Regions from separate parts of the Mus musculus genome. Here region 2 is linked to region 1. A link is a contact called in public HiChIP or PLAC-seq data. All regions are on one chromosome and are shown on one strand. The core of a region is the stretch at or near the end of the contact, and the rest is flanking DNA. Distances in the headings are between cores, read along the strand shown.

Evidence for each region. HiChIP or PLAC-seq counts read pairs in DNA pulled down with a chosen protein or histone mark.
Region 2: an H3K4me3 HiChIP or PLAC-seq map of the SCID.adh cell line shows a contact between it and region 1, with 18 read pairs. The contact joins the promoter of Esm1 here to the enhancer-like site in region 1. A contact is called at or near these places in 6 of 39 promoter capture datasets (embryonic stem cells, frontonasal cranial neural crest, liver and 2 more), 1 of 484 Hi-C or Micro-C datasets (tail fibroblasts) and 6 of 115 datasets of contacts at active chromatin or transcription factors (CD8 T cells, the SCID.adh cell line, astrocytes and 2 more).

What each region holds. Positions count from the first base shown.
Region 1 is chr13:113,069,030-113,074,337 of GRCm38.p6, forward strand. Cdc20b (cell division cycle 20B) reads left to right here. Exons shown (of 12, transcript NM_001281487.1): 6 at 2,826-2,939. Among named protein-coding and RNA genes, the nearest start is that of Gpx8, 25 kb to the left of the region's middle. Within about 2 kb of position 2,147, at least 17 of the 459 cell types and tissues checked have an H3K27ac peak or open chromatin away from gene starts, as enhancers often do. A contact at or near this core is called in CD8 T cells, the SCID.adh cell line and effector CD8 T cells, where this site is marked.
Region 2 is chr13:113,208,264-113,213,977 of GRCm38.p6, forward strand. Esm1 (endothelial cell-specific molecule 1) reads left to right here and starts at 1,396. Exons shown (of 3, transcript NM_023612.3): 1 at 1,396-1,880; 2 at 5,086-5,238. The coding sequence starts at 1,580. The region is part of intron 2 of Gm41069 (a long non-coding RNA gene); the gene reads right to left.

The sequences.
Region 1 (5,308 bases), core at 897-3,396:
AAGTCTTGTAAAATTTAAAAAACCAATAATCCTTTATCACATGTACAAAATGACTTGCTTCTCATCTCTTGATCGTATCTTACAGAACAGAAGTTTAAATTTCACCCAAGTCCAGTGTCATGAGTTTTGCTCTTGGTGATCTGTCTACAAAGTAGCCACAACCCCCAAGTTCATCCAGGGTTTCTCCTATGCCGTTTCCCTGGACGGTGATACTTGTGGTCTGTGATCCACTTTAAATTAATGTTTGTGAAGAACTCAAGGTCTGTGTGTAGATCCAGTTTTTCATGTGTAGAATCCAGTGGTTGCAGAAGCGGTTGAAGGATTCTCTTTCTCTACCATGCTACCTTTGTTCCTTCCTTGACAACCAGATGAGGGTGTTAGTGTTTCTAGGCTTTCCCTCCAGTCCCATCAGGCTTGTTGGTTCTTCTGTCAACATCATGTGGTCCCGGTTACTACCGCTTGATAGTAAGCCTTGGAGGTGGGTAATGTTAGCCTTGTCACTTTCTTCTTATCCTTTAATATGTGTCGACTGTTTTTGCTCTTTGTGTCTCCATATGTCTTAGCATTACCTTATCAATATCAATAAATAACTTGCTGAGTTTGATTGTGATTAATTGACTCTGTTGATCATAGAGGGAGGAATTGGCATGGGGACATAATGAGTGTCCATAGTATTTTATGTGCAAACCTCCTTGCATAGATTTATTTTTCATCAAAGTTTTAAATGTATTTTTCTTTTTCTTTTTTTAAAAAAAATTTTTAATTAGGTATTTCCCTCATTTACATTTCCAATGCTATCCCAGAAGTCCCCCATACTGTTCCCCCCCCACTCCCCTACCCACCCACTCCCACTTCTTGGCCCTGGCGTTCCCCTGTACTGAGGCATATAAAGTCTGCATGACCAATGGGCCTCTCTTTCCACTGATGGCCGACTAGGCCATCTTTTGATACATATGCAGCTAGAGTCAAGAGCTCCAGGGTACTGGATAGTTCATATTGTTGTTCCATCTATAGGGTTGCAGACCCCTTTAGCTCCTTGGGTACTTTCTCTAGCTCCTCCACTGTGGGCCCTGTGATCCATCCAATAACTGACTGTGAGCATCCACTTATGTGTTTGCTAGGCCCCGGCATAGTCTCACAAGAGACAGTTATATCAGGGTCCTTTCAGCAAAATCTTGCTAGTGTATGCAAAGGTGTTAGCGTTTGGAGGCTGATTATGGGATGGATCCCCGGATATGGCAGTCTCTAGATGGTCCATCCTTTTGTCTCAGCTCCAAACTTTGTCTCTGTAACTCCTTCCATGAGTGTTTTGTTCCCAATTGTAAGAAGGTGCAAAGTGTCCACACTTTGGTCTTCGTTCTTTTTGAGTTTCATATGTTTCAAAAATTATATCTTATATCTTGGGTATGCTAAGTTTCTGGGCTAATATCCACTTATCAGTGAGTACATATCATGTGAGTTCTTTCGTGATTGGGTTACCTCACTCAAATGTATTTTTCATATACAAAATTTTTAAGGATTTATTTTATGTATGAGAGTATACTGTAGCTGTCTTCAGACACACCACAAGAGGGCATTGGATCTCATTACAGATGGTTTCTGGGAATTGAACTCAGTACCTCTGGAAGAGCAGTCAGTGCTCTTAACCACTGAGCCATCTCTCCAGCCACTCATATACACATTTTACATGCTTTAAAAAAAGATTTATACATAAACATTTAAATTTTTGGCTTAACAATATAAATACTATTTGTTTTCAATGTTAAGTTCCAGTTGATGCCATATAAGAATGTATCTGACTTTCATGTTAATTTTATATTCTGCACCTTTAGTAATCATCCATCACTCATTAGTTATAAGAACTTCTTTGCTGACTGATTTTATGTGTGTGTGTATGTGGTGTGTGTGTGCACTGTTGGGGCTTGAGTCCAAATCTTTGTACATACTAGACAAGCCCTCTATATGAAGCTACATCCTTATCTTTGTTGTTATTGTGTTGGGCATTGATTTGTTTAAAAACATTTTATAGCCGTTTATCAGAAGGCCTGAATGTTTTCAGTAACTTGCAGTTCTGGAAGTTGCAGGTGTTCACAGTGAACCCCAAGGCAGGCATTTATGAGTAACAGTTGGCTTTCTTGGTGTAGAACTGTGAGCCTTTTGAGCTTTTATCAGAAACTATGTAGTCACAGAGACCACAAGTCACTTGTTATGTTGTTTCCTGCTGGTTTACTTATCATTATCAGTTTGATCATGCATTGAGGGCTAGAGATGAAAAGATAGTGGCCAGTGGTTTAGACTTGGTGGGGCCTTTTGATGAAAACGTAGAAGAAATGATAGAAGCATGGACCCAAATACTCACGGGTAAAATTAGCCAAAAAAATAGTAACTGTGTTCTATTACAGTAAGATTAAAAGAAAAGGTTAAGATGGGTAAATCAACAACTGTTTATGAACAAAGATAGCATAGACTTAGGTCTTCTAGGTGAGCATGGCTGGGATGGATATGCAGACATAGAAAATTCACTTTCTTTTAAAAATCTCAAAGGACAAAATGCATATTCAAAGCCTGACACAGTGTGCTTCTCCCACGGGACCTTTGCCTGTGTTTATGTCTGCCATGTATCCACTCTTTGTTGAAAAGTGCCACCAAATAACCTTTAACTCTTATTCAAAGTCCACACTTAACCCTTCTGTGTTTTCTTTCCTCCTGTCTTCTTTTATCAGAGGGTCTGCTTTCTTTCTCACTCTGTAATCTCTTACTACCCACGGGAGAAATTCTGTGTTTGTGAGATCTTAGAGATGTGTAGTACTGTTTGTTTCTTGCAGGCTGTAGATTTGGAGCCAGAGATGAATTCTATCTTAGGAGATTCAGCGGTGTCTACCATTCCACATGCCAACCAGAGGTGAAGATTCATCTCACTGGTCTTCGAAATGACTACTGTAAGTAACAGCTTAGACTGCCAGTTGAGCAGCTGAATAGCAAGATGCATCCAGTGCTCTGACATAGACCTGAAGTCTGGTTCCAGAAGATCCAGATGGCCCATAAGTTTCAAGTCCACACAGCGTACTATGCAAAATCTGGCATGTTTCGGATATTACTTTAATTTTTAGGAATGGGTATTGATGGTGGTAGGACATAAGTATTATTTTTCACTAATACATTTTTGTTAAGTCAGAGTGAACTGGACTGATGTTGACCTAGTCTTATAAATTAATTTTAAACGTGGATATATCTAATCAGTAAAACAGTTACATTGGGTGTGTTATGTGCCTGTCATAATTTATTTTGGAAGATGCTGCTAATTCACACAGAACAGACTGCTAACATGCCAATGTAGAATGTAAATAGTGGGTTAAAGATCTCAGTGAGATCAGAAATACTCTAGTGATGCCCAGACATAGCTGCATCACAGAAGATGGGTAAGACTTGTAAGGGTGAGGGGAGATGGGAACGTTGTTGACGTTGCATGAGCAAAGGCAGTATATTGGGAGTTACTGATAATGGTAGCAAAGATTGTAGCTGAGCCACTGGTAGATAGATGCAGATCTCTGAGAAATTCAAGATTCAGGTGTAGAAATTTAATTTGGGGGATTTGTTGACTAAGAGAAATTTAAGTAGAATGAAAACAGTTTACTCTGTGTGTGTGTTACATTATGGGCATAAAATATAGAAAACAAAGAATCAAGAATGAATTTAGTGTTGTTACAAGTATGTGAGGCAGGGGAGTAGTACCACTGGGAAGACAGTTTGTAGGGAGAAAGCAGCCTCAAATTCCTCATGGATGGAGCTAGCATGATGCAGGAGCTTTGGCAGATCAGTGATAGTGCAGTTAGTGGCTGAAATAAAGGATGAACTGGCATGTACGGTGGGTTGACTAGGTTGAGAGCAAGGATGAGCTCTGCTGGTGAGGGAGGGGGGCACCCACAAGGAGGAATGAGCAGAGGAAGTAGTTCTCCACCGTCATATGCCTCGAGCTCTTTCTCCCCGAGGATTTATTGTCATGACCAATTAGGGGGTATAAATTCCCAAGAGATATTAAAAATTCAAACACTCATGATTAGAGGCAACTTCTGTGCACACTTTTTCTTCAAGCCTGGCTCTTTTCTTTCCTCCCCTCAACGGTAATTCCCACAGGTCTGCCTTTATATGTTACTAAGCCTTTTCCGTTGCAGCTTTTAATATTCTTTGTTCTGTACATTTAGTGTTTTATTATGTGGTGGGGAGGGTTTTCTTTTCTGGTCCAATCTATTTGGTGTTCTGTAAGCTTCTTTTATGCTTATAGGCATCTCCTTCTTAGATTGGGGAAATTTTCTTTTATGATTTTGTTGAAAATATTTTCTGGGCCTTGGATCTTGAAATTATCTCCTTCTTCTATTCCTGTTATTCTTAGGTTTGCTCTCTTCACAGTGTCCCAGATTTCTTGGGTGTTTTGTGTCAGGAACTCTTTAGATTTAACGTTTTCTTTGATCAGTGTATCAATTTCTTAGTCCTATCTTTATGCCTGAGATTCCCTCTTCCATCTCCTGTATTCTATTGGTGATGCTTGCATCTGTTGTTCCTGTTCTCTTCCCTAGGTTTTCCATCTCCAGGATTCCCACAGTTTGTGTTTCCCTTATTGTTTCTATTTCTATTTTCAGATCTTGAACAGTTTTATTCACTTCGTTCATCTGTTTTATTGTACTTCCCTGTATTTCTTTAAGAGATTTATTCATTTCCTCTCTTAAGGCCTCTGCCATCTTTATAAGATTGGATTTAAGGCCATCTTCTTGTGCTTTGGCTCTGTTGGGCTATCCAGGCTTGTTGTAGTAGGATAGCTGAGCTTGGTAGTGTCATATTGCCCTAGCTTTTGTTGATAGTGTTCTCACGCTGGCCTTTAGCCATCTGGTTATTCCTGGTATTGGCTGGGTGTTCCTGATGCTGTCAGGACTCCTTAAGAGGCAGACAGAGCCGTGAGACGGATCCCGGAGCTCAGGGAGTAGCACTCTGCTCACCTCTGCTGGCTGTGCCCCAGGTGGACCTGGATGCTCCTGCCCTCCTCCCGCCTCCCTCCTGCAGTCCCACAGGCCTCCTTTGGGAGTCAGGCAGAGCCGTGACCTGACAATGAAGCTCAGAGGACAGAATGCATCTCACTTCTGCTGGCTGCGTGCGAAGTGAACCTGGATGTTCCTGGGGCCCCACAGGTCTCCTCTGGAAGGCAGGCAGGGTGAAGGGCCAGCTGATGGAGGCCAGTGGACAGTGTGCAGTTTACCTTTATTCCCTCAACAGCAAAACTTGTCCATAGATGTGTACATTGACCACATCTGTCTTT
Region 2 (5,714 bases), core at 146-2,645, 140 kb after region 1:
CACTTCCCCAAAATGTACCCTGGCAAAGCCTAAAGACCATGTCACATCCAGTAGCTTGGATGCGTCAGCCTTTAGAGGCCTCAAGGCTTTCAGAGGTCAAACACTCTAAAGCCATGAGCTCTCAACAGAAGACGAGGAGTTCTGTGGATGCACCACAGTCAGTTTGTGACAGACAGGAGTTACCCGCTTCGCTGGGTCATTTCTTTACCAGTCGGTAGTGACTTTATCTTTTTGTTGACAAATTGGGTTGGGAGCTAAAAATGGAACACAGCATTAGTGTGAGGACTTTTCTGTCTGCTCTGACATCTAGCATCCCCTTGTTGCACAAGCCTGGCTACACAAGGTCCTGGGCCAGCCAATACTTTGAGAGGACTATTGTTTTCCTTGGTGGGGCCACACTGTGTCCCTCCATAGCATGAAGACCTTGTTTCCTGGTGGGTAATGTTTTTCCTTCCCCATGACTTGCCTTTCTGGAGCTGTGTTCCGATTTCCCTGCTGGCTCACTTGTTTCTTTGGGCTTACTGCCTTGTTTGGGAAGTTTGAAGCAAGAGCTCCGATAGATGCCAGGAGGTGAGAGGAAGGACCGGGTGGATGCAGTCATTGGACACACAGACTTGGTGATGGATGAGCCTTCTCGCCAGGGGGTTTGGGTCAGGAGCAGTCCAACTGACAAGTTTTTCCAGAACTGAGTAATTCAGTAACAATGCCGGGACAACCTTCTCTCTCTCTCTCTCTCTCTCTCTCTCTCTCTCTCTCTCTCTATTGATTAAAAAAAAATGCTAAGCTGTAGCATATCTGACTAAACACAGCAACAGCAAGGACAGACTTGAACATGGATAGCATAAATACTTTAGAGATAACAACAGAGGAGGAACTTGTGAGGAAGGAAGAAGTCTTTAAAAGGCTTCTATCCAAATATTTTCCTTCTTCTAAGTCTTGAAAAAACACAATATATAACTATTTCTTCTTCCAAATGATCTCATAGCTATTTATTGAGGAAAATGCCAAATTATTATTATTATTATTATTATTATTATTATTATTATTATTACTATTATTATCATCATCATTTACTTGATAGATGCTTCTGGCTTGATTTATGTCTATGTCAGTCTCCTCCGTGCTAAGGGACTCTGAGACAAAGCTACATCCTAAGTGTTATGTTGGTGTCAGAGCAATTCCTGTGCAGTAGGGGGCTATGCTATGCAACCTTCGTTATTCCCCCTTCTCAGATGTCCTTGAGTCTTTGAGACGGATGTGAGCAGAGTTTTTCAGCCCTCATGCAAAACAACCATCTAAACATAACAGATGACATCAGCTTGGGCTTTTCAATTCCTGGATGGCAGCAGCGTGTTAATCCAGCCTTCATCCTGGATTTCATAAACTAAAACAAGAGAGGCTGGCAAGAGCACAGCGCTGCTGCTGGGTTGAGGAAATTGATGACGGGGAAGCATGCGGGCAACACAGTGTATAAAACTCATAACCGTGTAGGCTGAAGCTCAGCTACTACTTTGGACGGCTGCTTCCCTCCAGCAAAGACCACGACGGCAGGGAGCTGAGCAGGAGCCAGCTGCGAGACATGAAGAGCCTCTTGCTGCTGACCACACTCCTGGTACCTCTGCACCTGGGCATGGCCTGGAGCGCCAAATATGCGGTGGATTGCCCGGAACATTGTGACAAAACTGAGTGCAGAAGCAGCCTGCGTTGCAAGAGGACAGTGCTGGATGACTGTGGCTGCTGCCAGGTGTGCGCCGCGGGACCTGGAGAAACCTGCTACCGTACAGTCTCAGGCATGGACGGGGTCAAGTGTGGTCCGGGGCTGAAGTGTCACTTTTACAGCGAGGAGGATGATTTTGGTGACGAGTTTGGTATCTGCAAAGGTAAAGAGCGACTCTTTGCTTCCCACCGTGCAGGGCTCCCGGAGGGTATTTAGTCAGCCTGAGGAGGTGCGTGTTCCTTCCTCTGAACAACCAGGGAGGATGCTTGGATGCAGGTGGTGTGCTTGATAGAGAGAAAAAGGATATCTGCCGGGAGGTTTGGAAAGCAGCGTGCAGAAGTCACAAGGGCTGCAGCATCCCGTTCACTGCATGCATTCAGATTTGAGAAGGGAAGTTGCAGTTGGTAGCTTGTGTGTCTTCTTTTTCTGAGAGGCTTTAGAAATCTGACAGGTAGCCTGTTACAAATGCTTAAGGTGTCTGTTCCCCTGGAAGCCAATGATTCCAGAGGTCCTCCTGAGATAACCTCTTAAAGCTGTTTCTAGCTCCCCAGATTTCACCAGCCTTTGATCTTGAAAGAGTTCACCGGGAGGAGTGCCTTACTCAGGCTCAAGTATTTCTGATGAGCACTAATGTGCTTTATGGCATAAGGTGGGCTTAAGTCAGGCAACAAAATAACTCATGCTCTTGCAAGAGGGTCCCCTGAAGTATAAAATAAGCCTAGCTTAACTTTTAAAATGTTTCTGTTAGGCAGAAAGTAGCAGATGTTGTAAGACAAGCAGAAATAATAGTAACCTAAAAGTCTGTTTTTTTTAAAAAAGGTGACTCTTTTATAGATTTAAAGAAAAGAAGTGAAATTATAATTAAGACAGAAACCAGAGCTAAATGATGCCTTGATTTGTCTGTGGAATTTATTTTCAAACCTAGTGACTAAATTAATATTTTTAAATGAATAAAAATAAAAGAAAAGGTTATTTAAAAGTCTGCATACATAGATGCTATATAATCTTATCACAATATGCTATCATGGTTAAAAAAAAAAAAAAAAAAAAAACAGCGTGCTCATTCCTGTATCCAGTTGTGTAATACAAAGAAGCTGCCGAAATCGGAAAGCCAAGTTCTGAGAAATTTCTAAATAACTCAGATTCAATACAAGTGCAACCCTTCCTGGATGACATTCTTCTAGTATTAAGATAAGCTCACCAATTCTCATTTTAGAAAACAGTTCATAAATTAGTGATCTTTTAGCCTGCAAAACCAGCGAAAGGCTCAGACATAAATTCTAGAAACATTTTGGAGATGCTATTCTTTGCGTAGATTTTTTTTTTTTTTTTTTTTTTTTTTTGATTAAGACCAACAAAAGGTGGACTAGTAAGGAAGTATTTTCTTCGGTGAACACACATATATACGTTTCTTTCAACTGAGTAGGCTTTGTATTTTCTGGAAATTACAGGGCTTATCTGCCAAGAGAAAAAGCACCTCACATAAGGAAATTAGGGAGGAAGTGGTTAACGCAGTCCTGTCCTATGAAACAGCGAGCGAGCGAGCGAGTGGCACATGTGGGGGAACGGATTTTTCTTTGGCATAAAAACCCCTTTGTAAATGTGGTTGCGAATGGACAGTGCACGGGGTAAAGCATCCAGCTGCGCGGCAGCGGTTAGTGAACTATGCTATTAAGAATCTATTTTGAATTGCTCTTTCTGGCATTCTCCGAAGAGCCGGTGGGTTCAGTTTGGAACTGTTTTCTTGCTGCTGGGAATCATAGGGCGTATTCACCACCTCCTGGAGTTAGTTCCCATTGCTGCAGGTGAATTCCCTCCTCCAGCCACATGAAGACAGCTTGTATATCCAGATGTGTAGGGTTTCTTGTTTGTTTGTTTGTTTGTTTGTTTTTAGCATTTGGATGTCTGATCCTGTGTTACTTGCTAGCAATCGGGCAGACATCTCTTATTGACTGTTCTGATCAGCACTCAGCGCGATAGGGGCCTTGAACCTAGAACGGGGAAGTGGGCTAAGATTTCCATTTTGAGCTTCTCTGAAGACAGTCACATCCCAGCCCTGTGCTTTTCTTCCAGAGAGTTTTCCCAAATCTGTCTTAAGAACTTTTCTTCCCGGGGTAAGGAGGACAAGTAACATCGGATCCTTTAGTAAGGTTCCTCCTGTTGTAGTGATCCCCAACCATAATGTTACTTTTTTGTTACTTCATAACTGTAATTCTATTACTCTTATGAATCACAATGTAAGTATTTTTGGAGACAGTGGGTTGTCAAAGGGGTCGAGACCCACAGGTTGAGAACCGCCATTCTATATAGATTCCGCTGAGTTACACTACTGAGTGAGGAGATACTGCTGTGCCACAAACTCAATCTTATGATAGCTGATAGGCCTCTTTATTTCATTGCAATATGTCTTCGTCTAAGTATTAATTACTGATTATGAATTATTAGGCTCTGGAAGAGCTCCTCGTTGTTGGTAGGTGTGCAAGCCCCCAGCTGTGTATACCCTGAGGTTTCTTGCTCTCTTTGCAGAGACCTTGATCAGTGAATCTCTTAGCAGCTGGGGAAGCTACTGAAGCCTAGTGCTGTTCTGAGAGATAAGGAATTTTGCAAGTGTGGGAGCAGACTGGGGACTGGTTATTTCGTGGTCAGGTGGGATGACAGGCCTCTTAGCTCTTTAAAACAGTCAACTGTCAACTACTGTAGATTAAGGACACACTCATACCCATCAAACTAGTTCAGGAGGTAATGCTTATATCTCTTTAATTTCCCGTCTTCATGTAGCTGTGCTCAAGAAAACCTGTGAGAATCCCTGTCCTGTCATCTGTGCAGAAAACAAATAGAATAAAGGCTGGCCCAAGGGTGGGGCTGGCAAGAAACCTCGGTGGGGAAAAGCACTGTTGGCAATCCTGACAACCGAGATGTGAGCCCCAAAACTTGCAGTGGAAGGAACCAACTCAGCAAGATGTGTTCTAGCTTCCATACATTTGCTGCACACACACACACACACAGGTCCACAGGCACATGTATGCACACATTCCTGTATACACACACACACACTGAAAAAATAAATAAGGAAGGAAGGAAAGAAAGGAAGGAAGAAAGGAAGAAAGGATGAAAGAGGGACTCTTCTAAGGAGATAACTTAAGCTTAAGCTTCAGATCATGATTAAGCCTGAGGCAGGTGATGTCTGGTTTTCCTATGTGGTTTTCCATGTATGCCTCTAACTTTCAACTTTCAAACCCTGGCATTTTTGATGCGTGATTTCTGCTCACCAGTCAATGTCCAGGAGACTGATTCAAATCCTAAGGTTATAACCAGGGCTGGGAGGATGGAGCCCTGTGCTTAACAAGCAACACTCTCTCTGCCCTCAGACTGTCCCTATGGCACCTTCGGGATGGAATGCAAAGAGACTTGCAATTGCCAGTCGGGCATATGTGACAGGGTGACCGGAAGATGTCTGGACTTTCCCTTCTTCCAGTATGCAGCAGCCAAATCTCCCAGCAGGACCTCTGCCTCCCACACAGGTAAGCTAAGCCCTAAGCGGTGATCGGTGTCAGTCTAAATGAGCTTGTTTTCCTCACGGGGAAAGCCAGGCAGTCCTTGAGTTTGGTAGCTTTTGCTATTTTCAAAACAAATCTCATTGATAATTCTGAGGATTCTCATAAAGTTTATCACATTTGAATGAATTAACGAAGACAGATCCGTCATTAAAAAAAAAATCTAACCAAGATAGGCAAAGTTCTTTGAACGACTTAATGATCTGTTTTATGGACTCACTAGACAAAACTATTTCTCTCCCAACTCCACTCAGAACGAGAGCAGTGAGGTATTTGTTGGATCAGCTCTAAGAGCCAGAGTAGAAGATACAGAACATTTCTCCTCCTCCTGCCTCCTCTTCTACCTCCCCTCCCCTCCTCCTCCTTCATCAAAAGGAAGCAATAAAATGGAATAATTGTGGGTTTCTGGATTTTGGAGCTGGTAAGAATTAATCCCTGTGGTG